Regions from separate parts of the Mus musculus genome. Here regions 2 and 3 are each linked to region 1. The links are chromatin contacts, called in public Hi-C and promoter capture Hi-C maps. All regions are on one chromosome and are shown on one strand. The core of a region is the stretch at or near the end of the contact, and the rest is flanking DNA. Distances in the headings are between cores, read along the strand shown.

Evidence for each region. Promoter capture Hi-C pulls out the DNA fragments that hold promoters and counts their contacts. Hi-C and Micro-C count contacts between places; a contact is called where the count stands out from the background.
Region 2: a contact with region 1 is called in a Hi-C map of cortical neurons, with 1.7 times the contacts expected there. The contact joins two enhancer-like sites. A contact is called at or near these places in 4 of 39 promoter capture datasets (the HPC-7 cell line, cranial neural crest and liver), 23 of 484 Hi-C or Micro-C datasets (8-cell embryo, the AML12 cell line, the HPC-7 cell line and 11 more), 1 of 115 datasets of contacts at active chromatin or transcription factors (embryonic stem cells) and 2 of 9 other capture datasets (adipose tissue and pancreatic islet).
Region 3: a promoter capture Hi-C map of hippocampal neurons shows a contact between it and region 1, with 1.8 times the contacts expected there. The contact joins the promoter of Lrpprc here to the enhancer-like site in region 1. A contact is called at or near these places in 5 of 39 promoter capture datasets (the 3T3-L1 cell line, embryonic stem cells, hippocampal neurons and 1 more), 7 of 484 Hi-C or Micro-C datasets (cranial neural crest, embryonic stem cells, nephron progenitors and 1 more), 8 of 115 datasets of contacts at active chromatin or transcription factors (the HPC-7 cell line, the SCID.adh cell line, embryonic stem cells and 2 more) and 1 of 9 other capture datasets (adipose tissue).

The regions. Positions count from the first base shown.
Region 1 is chr17:84,708,353-84,711,068 of GRCm38.p6, reverse strand. Lrpprc (leucine-rich PPR-motif containing) reads left to right here. Exons shown (of 38, transcript NM_028233.2): 33 at 395-534; 34 at 663-778. Among named protein-coding and RNA genes, the nearest start is that of Abcg8, 27 kb to the right of the region's middle. Within about 2 kb of position 1,403, at least 35 of the 459 cell types and tissues checked have an H3K27ac peak or open chromatin away from gene starts, as enhancers often do. A contact at or near this core is called in cortical neurons and hippocampal neurons, where this site is marked.
Region 2 is chr17:84,640,951-84,643,822 of GRCm38.p6, reverse strand. It overlaps Dync2li1 (dynein cytoplasmic 2 light intermediate chain 1), which reads right to left. Exons shown (of 13, transcript NM_172256.2): 6 at 765-951. Among named protein-coding and RNA genes, the nearest start is that of Dync2li1, 16 kb to the right of the region's middle. Within about 2 kb of position 1,297, at least 14 of the 459 cell types and tissues checked have an H3K27ac peak or open chromatin away from gene starts, as enhancers often do. A contact at or near this core is called in cortical neurons, where this site is marked.
Region 3 is chr17:84,789,387-84,792,251 of GRCm38.p6, reverse strand. It overlaps Lrpprc (leucine-rich PPR-motif containing), which reads left to right and starts at 1,466. Exons shown (of 38, transcript NM_028233.2): 1 at 1,466-1,887. The coding sequence starts at 1,739.

The sequences.
Region 1 (2,716 bases), core at 154-2,653:
CCCCCCCCCCCCCAAAAAAGTGCCCTTTTCTGAGGATTCTAGTATTGAGTATTTTCCAAATATATGGTGCCCGATGAAAAGAAGTCTCTGTTAGCCATGAAAGTACAACTTTTGGTGTATGATCTTTTTATTTTTTTTCATCTCCAAATGTCATATGTTGTCTTTGCTTCATATTCTAATGCCCTCTGTGATCTATAAAGCCAAAATTATAGCATTTTATATCTATATAACTAGGTTATGTTACATGATAGGCTTTGAAAATTATTAGTTATTAATCTGCTTATAAATATAGTCCCTTTTTTCTGAAGTATTTGCATGAGTATCCACATGAGTTAAAACGGACTGCAATTTTATACAAGTAAATACTTTATTGTGATTTTGTTTTCATTTACAGTAATAAACTTGATGCTGCCATAGAAAACATTGAGCACCTGCTTGCTTCCGAGAACCAAGCCATAGAACCTCAGTACTTTGGCTTGTCGTATCTATTCAGAAAAGTGATCGAAGAGCAGATGGAACCAGCGCTAGAGAAGTGTGAGTTGCCTTGCTGTTAAAAGAGCGTAGAAGCTCATCTTTGTCTTGGGTGAAATTGGCCCAGACTTCTTTGGCCCGTGAGCCATTCCCGTTTAGTGAACGCTTTTCCTTACCTGTGTTTCTTGCAGTAAGCATCATGTCTGAGAGAATGGCGAATCAGTTTGCACTTTACAAGCCCGTCACTGATCTATTCCTGCAGCTTGTGGATTCAGGCAAGGTGGATGAGGCCAGAGCTCTCTTAGAGGTAATGACTCCTCATCGGGACTCGGAGCTCATGAGAATTGAACTGGGAGAGGACTAGACCGGAGTGCACGGGATGGATGAAACTCCTGCTAGAACCCTGAAGTTCAGTGTCAATCCAGATTGCATGACGACCCTGTGGGCTGTCTATTGCCAGTTTTAAAGATGTCAGGTCGAACTGGAAATCCTAGTAATTAAGACAGGCGTCGAGTAGGAAACTGAGACAAGTGGTTCTGCAAAGATGGCTAATGCAAAGCATCAAATCCTTTGGTTTCCTAATTTCTTTAATGCTCTAAATACTGTGCATCACCATGGCAACACAGTTTGCAAACAAGAAGTAGGAAATGTTTGCTTTTCACGTACAGCTTCTCACTTGAATACTCAAACATTCTCAGTGCCTTATTCAAGGTTTATTAAGAGTTGAATTTGCTTTCTATTCACTAATGTGTCACAGACACATTAAATGACAAATGTGGCTCTCTCTGTGGCCCGCACTCAGTTAAATCAGCAATCTGGAGGAGAGGAGACGACTGCTTTCATGCCATTTTAACAGCTCTAAATAGAAAGCTGTGCCAAGCGCGCTGGAGCGGTGGGTGATCCGCCGCCGCTGGCAATGTACACAAACAGGCACCGCCGGGGGCCCCTTCCCAGCAGGTGGCAGTCAAACAGTCACGGTGATCCCGCCAGCGGCTGTGTTTGTGTAGACTCCCTGTGTCAAATTGAGGCCTGGGACCAATTTCTGATTGTAAATACTGTTATGTTCACTTCCGCTCCTACCAGCTGGGAGGAGTCAGTGAAGATGTGGACGGCACGCTCTAGCCACTGGCTTGAGCTCCAGGTTTGATCCAAGTGTGTCTAGCTTGACAGCACAAGCCACGCCACTTACAGAGGCGTGTCTGAACATTTTCCTCTGCTTTAACAGATTGCTTCTGTTTGGTTTGGTTTGTTTACTTCCTTTGTAGGAAATTGGACAGATAGTTTTCTGGGAATCTTCATTGTTCTCTCAGGCAGCCTTTTATGCTTTATCTCCCTGGGTTTGGTGCTAACAGGTTACCCTGGGCTGTAAGCAGATACCTAGTCACACTGGTGAAGGTGTTCTTTCACCTTGAACACACTCTTCTAATTGTTCTCTAGAGGAGGACCTTGCTGGCTCTACCAGCTCATTGTGAGCCACCATTTTCATGCCTTCCAGAGAAGTAGAATTGCCAGCAGCCATGCTCAGAGCTGTCTCCAGCAGCCGTACCACACCTTGGAGCTCTTGGTGGTGGCTGAGTGCAGACCTGACAGCAGCCGCATCTCTGCCTGCCACACAATGAAGAGCTGAGCTTCTCTAGTGAGGAGCGCTTGGCTCCCGGGTGTTTATGACGCCAATGTTGTGTGTGTCCCAGCCGTTTTTTTGTGCTGTTCATCTTAGCATTGACAGTGTTGTAAAGCTTTGAGCAAGCACTGTGCTGTCAGAAACGTGGAGGATGACATCTGCGATGATGTAAACTAAAATATTGTCTTGCCAGATTTCATTTGACTAAAGCATGTAGGACTGGATAGACACTTGATTTATCTGGTCTGTCATAGAAACTTTGTTAGTATAACTTTTGTCTCTTTCTCGAGCACTGGCTGTCTGTTGCAGTGAAAGCCTTTTATAACTGCAGAGATTGAAATCAGTCCTTTTGTATGCATAAGTGTAGGTAATTATACTTTAAAGAGAACTTGCTTTGTACATTTTAATTTTTATAAAGAAACGAGCAGTTATCTCCCTGACACCTTATTAAATGTATAATTAACCTTATGATCCCTAGCTCACTTGTGAATGCTTGGCAGAGTAATTGGCGAGGAGTGGTGGTCCTTCCTCCCTCTTTCTTTGCAGTCCTGAGCCTTGTTCTGTGCTTGTTGAAGCATTAGTTTAATTTTTCCCTTTTCTCTTTAAACAAACTTCATCCCTGAT
Region 2 (2,872 bases), core at 48-2,547, 67 kb after region 1:
CTCTCTGTGTAGCCCTAGCTGTCCTGGAACTTGTTTTGTAGACCAGGCTGGCCTCGAACTCTGACATGCCTGCCTCTGCCTCCTGAGTGCTCCACCCGGCTACTGCTGGGCTTCCCTACAAGGACATCATCTTTAAGGGGCTTCTCATTTATGTAAAGTGCGTGCTGCTTGGCTGAATTTGGTCCTGATACTTTGTAAGACACAGGCGCACAAACTATGGACACTAGGAAATGCTTCTCTTAGTTTTCTAGATGATGACATTCCAACTGTATCTAAAACCTTGTGCTGCCACCACAGCAACTCTAGGACTTGATAGTTTGGGGATGGCGGCGGGGGGGGGGGGGGGGGGGTGTCACATGACAGCCACTGAATGAATGCAGACGCCTGTTGCTGGGGAGGCAGCTGACTCTCAGCTCCTGCTTCAGTCCGTAGCTTCAGCCAGCCTCTCCCAGTTCAACCCGGATTTTCATCTTCATTTTACAAAGATTATACAATCAGTGTCAGAACTCTGCTCTAAAACTCCCTTTCTCTTGAGTTATGGTAAGGTTCATCGCAGTGAACACGGCAGATGTCTGACGAGGAGACGTCAGCGTCTTCCCCTTCTCTGGCTCTTTCTGAGGTTTATGAAATTGCTGTAATTTTCCAGTAAACCAGTTCATTTACATCAAACACATTTTAAGTCATGCAGAAAATGAAAGAAGCTGCATTGAGGTACTGTCTCTACTCGGTGTGGCACTGAGGCCAGAACAAACCGGGAAGCTCACCGGATGGTCCTTCTGCACCACGCTCCACATTCGTTGCCGCATCTCGGCCGAAGCCTTGGAGCTTGTCTTGCCCAGCTTCATTATCACCTTGTCTACATGGCTTTTTGTGGCTTGCAACAGATTTTCCATGGTTGACCAAAGATCATTAGGTTTGGAAAGATCCAAAACAAGAACAATAGAAAATGTCCTAAAGAGATAAAACAGCTGTAAACAAAGAGATTCCTCGTGGTAACTGTTTTGAGATGTGAAATGTCCTGAAATTTATCTAATATAGTTACAAAACCCAGCATGCCATTATTCCAAGACGGAGTGAGAGCTCACTTAGAGCCTTGTGTACTCTGGTCCTTCCTACTGGTACTCAGTATGACAGCTAAGAACGATGCAGTTCAGACAGAGAAGCTGAACGCGAATGGTCCGATGATGCCACATTTAGACCTGACTTTACCTGGTGCTCCACAGAAAAGGAGCAAAAATCTCAGTGCCAAGGTCAGCAGCAATGCAATGTATACGGAAGGGAATGGACACACTGACAAGCCTTACTGGGAAGCCAGCGGGCTTGCTTAAGCTTTTTCTAGGCAGTTTCCCTAGATGTGCTGATGCCTGTTTTATGGATCTGAAATTAGAAGCGCTTATTTATATAACTAGTAAGCTGGAAAAGTGCTTTTAAATCAAAGTCGTCTGTTTTCCAGCTATACTTCTCTCTCTCTCTGAAAACACGGCTCTGATTAGCAGAGGACACTGCCATCACCACAGACAGTGGGCTCCACTCCTACACATTAAACATAAATCTAAATCTAAACTCTACAACAAAACAACCCATTTAAAAATAGATTCCAATAACTCCAAAGAGATAGCTGTTGGCCAAGAAGCACATGAAAAGATGCTTGAGGACTGAAGAGATGGCTCAGAAGGTTCAATCCCTGGTTTACAAGCGTCTATGACTCTAGTTCCAGGGGGTTCTGACGCCCTCTGCTGGCCCCTGTAGGTACTGCATGCATGTGGTACACAGATACACATAACATGCAGGCAAAACAACACTACACATAAAATTTTTTAAAATGCTCAACAATTTCAATTATTAGAAAGTTGTCAAAATGAGAGTGTGCTCACAGCCGTTAGGGTAGCTGTTATCTAAGAAAAGACATAGGAAGTAAGTGCTGCTGAGAATACAGAAAATTTAACTGTGCATCAAGGGTATAAAACAGTGTAGCAGCTTTGGAAAACAGTGTGGCGTTCCTGAAACAACACAACAGAAACACCACGTGGTTCAACATTCCATTTCCAGGTCTATGCCCAAATTCTGAAGAATATTTGTTATTTGTGTTTTGAGACCTTGTAGCCCTGGCTGTTCTGGAACTTACTATGTAGCCAAGGTTGGCCTTGAACCATCTGCTTGCCTAGGTCCCAGACTGCTGGGATTATAGGCACGAGCCACTATGCCCAGGGGGAAGCTACGACTGAAACAGGATGTGGATATCAGTGTTCATGGCAGCGGCATCCACGATAGCCAAAGGGCAGAACAGCCCAAAAGTCCATGGACGGATTGATGGGTGAACAGACCGTAGGATATACAGATGGTGAAGCATTGCGCACTATTACAAAGGAGGGAAGTTCAACACATGCTATACTATGACCTTGAGGACATTATACTAAGTTAAATAAACTACAAAAAGGCAAATACTCCATGACCTCATTATATAAGACACCATGGAGTCAAACTGCTAAGAGCCCACAGGAACTTTCCTGCAGGAAGACCACGAAGTCCTAGGAATGAATGTGGTAGTGCTGGCTGTACAACCGTGGACATGTGCTGGCTGTACAACCGTGGACATGTGCTCAAAGCCGCAGAAGACCTCACCAAGACGTACATCAGTGGGAGATGTTATGTTGTGTATATTTTAGCCAACTGAAACACACACACACACACACACACACACAAACACACACACACACACACACACGAATGCTTTAGAAAATGGTCAGAATAAGTATGTAGACATTTAATCATGGCCAACAATTTTTTTTTGAGACAAAGTTTCTCTGTTTCTCTGTGTAGGCCCAGCAGTTCTGGAGCTCACTCTGTAGACCAGGCAGCCCTGGGATTGACA
Region 3 (2,865 bases), core at 217-2,716, 81 kb before region 1:
ATTTGCATCCAGAGCCCTAGCCTTCCTTGGGTGTGGCAAATGCCTGGACTCTCTGCATTCTGCTGGTAGGTTCGTTTCCCAGCAACCACCACAGCAGCTTGTATCTGTCTCTAACTGCACTCCCAGGACATCTGAAGCCCTCTCCTGACCTTCAAGGGCACCAGGCACACTTGTGGTTACACACATACATGCAGGCAAAACACTCATACACATAATAAAATAAATATATTTTTTTAAAAAAGCAAATGATTTTGCGTCACACCTACACTCAGTGGGACCCAGTGGTGTCATTCACATTCAGGGTGGGTCTTGCCACTTCAACTAATCCAATGTAAAAACTCCCTCACTGGCTTAAAGTCTGGTTTCCAAGGTGATAGTAAATCCTATCAAGATTAATCACCACAGACCGTAACCTACCTTAATCTTTTATTTATATCACAATTCTTATGTTTCTTTAGATGTACGGAATTTTGTCTAAATTGAGATCCCCCCCCCCATGTTGTATTCCCAGCATTCCAAATAGTGCCTGACACAAAATATGTGCTCAATAAATAGTACTAATGCTGAATGAGAGAATGAATTATATTCTATCATAGTGCTCTATAGTAACTCAGAGTAACTTCATCTTGCAGGGCGGTATTAGCTTCTCCAAAAGAAAGCTAAGCCAAGTTAACTCTGAACGTATATCCATTCAATAAATGCTCAAAGCACGAAGTGTCTTCAACTGATCACGAGCTTCCGCCATAAAAGAGGCTGCATTCTCATTCTGGGCACTCTGAAGTTTGTTGGCTAGCAGAAGAAACAGCCACATGGGAAAACTTGCAGAGGGAGAATTTGACTGTTCACTTGGTAGCAGTCAAGGAATAACTAAGTAGAGTGGAAACCTGTTCCCGGGTTCACACGAGTGCACAGGGAACCCTTTCAGTATGCGAGCTCTGTGAGGGCAAGAACTTGTTTTCCTAGCTCCAGACCTATCCTCAGACAATTGCACCACTCACTACCTTAGTTGCTTAGTGCATTAACTGGAAGGAGCGGGGCACTGAGAAAAAGAAACTTCAACCTTGACATTTAAAATTATACGACCTTTATTAGAATCCATTGATTTCATGAAGCGAGGCACTTAGGATGAGTTCTGTATATTTATCTACCCCATCCCCAGTCACACAAATAGCATGTAGCTAACCTGGAGGTCCACAGCCTCCCAGTTCTCTTCGTCAAGCTTTTCTCTGGCCGCCGTTTCTGAGAGCTACGGCAGGAACTACGTCACTGAGCAGCTAGGGCAGCGGCTCGGTAGCAACCGAGGCGCAAGGCTGGAACGTCGTAGGCACCCCGGGATCTGCACGGTCGGCCCTTCCCAGCAACCCTCGGTGTCGCTCCTAGTTGGCCCCCCACAAGCCCTTGCGCGCGCATGGGCGGAGCCGACCTCTAGTGGGCTCTACCAACTTCAAAGTGGAGGGGTGTTGTCGCCAGGCTCGCTGAGAGCCGGGGCGCTGGACAAGGGAACAGGGACACTGTGAACGGAAGACAAAAAACAATGTATAGTAAAACAGAAGGCGGATCCAGGGTATCCCGCGAACTCGGCTTGCCTCTCCCGTGAGCCTTGGCGGGGATCTGCCTCCTCCTCCGCTGGACGCCCTCGGTCCTTAGTTTGTCCCACTAGGGGCGACCGGGTCGTCACGTGCTCCTCCAGGTCCTCTGCAGGAGCGTGCATCCTATCCTGCCTTGGGTACGCTGAGCCATGGCAGCCCTGCTGAGACCCGCGCGTTGGCTGCTCGGGGCCGCGGCGGCCCCGCGCCTCCCGCTGTCCCTGCGCCTCCCTGCGGGCGTCCCGGGCCGGCTGTCCTCCGTCGTCCGGGTCGCGGCTGTTGGTAGCCGGCCGGCTGCAGGGTGAGTACCGGACCCTTCCTCCTGACTGGCTGCGGTGGACGGGCTGGTGTCCTGCTCGTTTGCTCCAATTCCGTGGTCCCGGCTTCTCAGGCATGAGGCCACCCCCTCCCCCATGCTTTGCCAGTGGTTTGGGGTGACAAGGTTGAGAGTCTTGAGAAGGTCATGGTCGAGGGCATGGCTGGCTTCCGGCTTGCTGCTTGAGGTCTCTGCCTGCTCTAGCTTTGGAAAGGCCCGTGAAGCTCAATGGCTTTGGGGGAGTGGATGGGGCTGAGGTGGGGACAGGCGTTGTGCCTTTCCTTAGGAGTACCCTTCCTGGGTGCTCTCGCACGCTGGTGACCAGTAACCTGCTAGTCTGTAGTCTTACGAGGCTTTGGTTTTTCATTTTCTTTTTCTTGGGATTGGGGTTTGAAGTTCTAGTGATCTAGGGATAGTTTAGAACTTGACATTTGATCATGGCCAGTTCGGGTTTTTGCTTGCGTTGTGCTGAGTGGAATTTTCCTTCAGTATTTACACAGATGTCATGGGTTGGAGATTGTCACACTAGAATGGATTAAAGGACGCGTGCAAGGTGCTCTGTTGGGATCTATGTACCTACTGCAAAAACAAGTTAAGTTCCTAGTTAGTGTCATGTATTTTTGTGAGTATATGCCTTTCTGGATTGAGGTTATAGGGAAACAAGTATGTTCACTTAAAGAACATAGATATTCTTGACAACTGATAAAGGAAGGTTGGGTGCTTAGGTTTTAGTACCGGAAAGAAATTGACAGTTGTACACCCCACACTAGAACTTTGGGGTCTAGCAAACAGACTTAGGAAGTATGATCTGGAGTGGGGAGCCATGGACTGAGGGTGCTTTGGCTTATTTGCATTAGGCTATTGGACAAATCACTCAGCAGCCCAGGCCTTAAGTTTCTTTAGGTACACAGGTGGACACCGTATAAGGTTAGGACTATTTCATGAGATACAGGGCTTGATGTA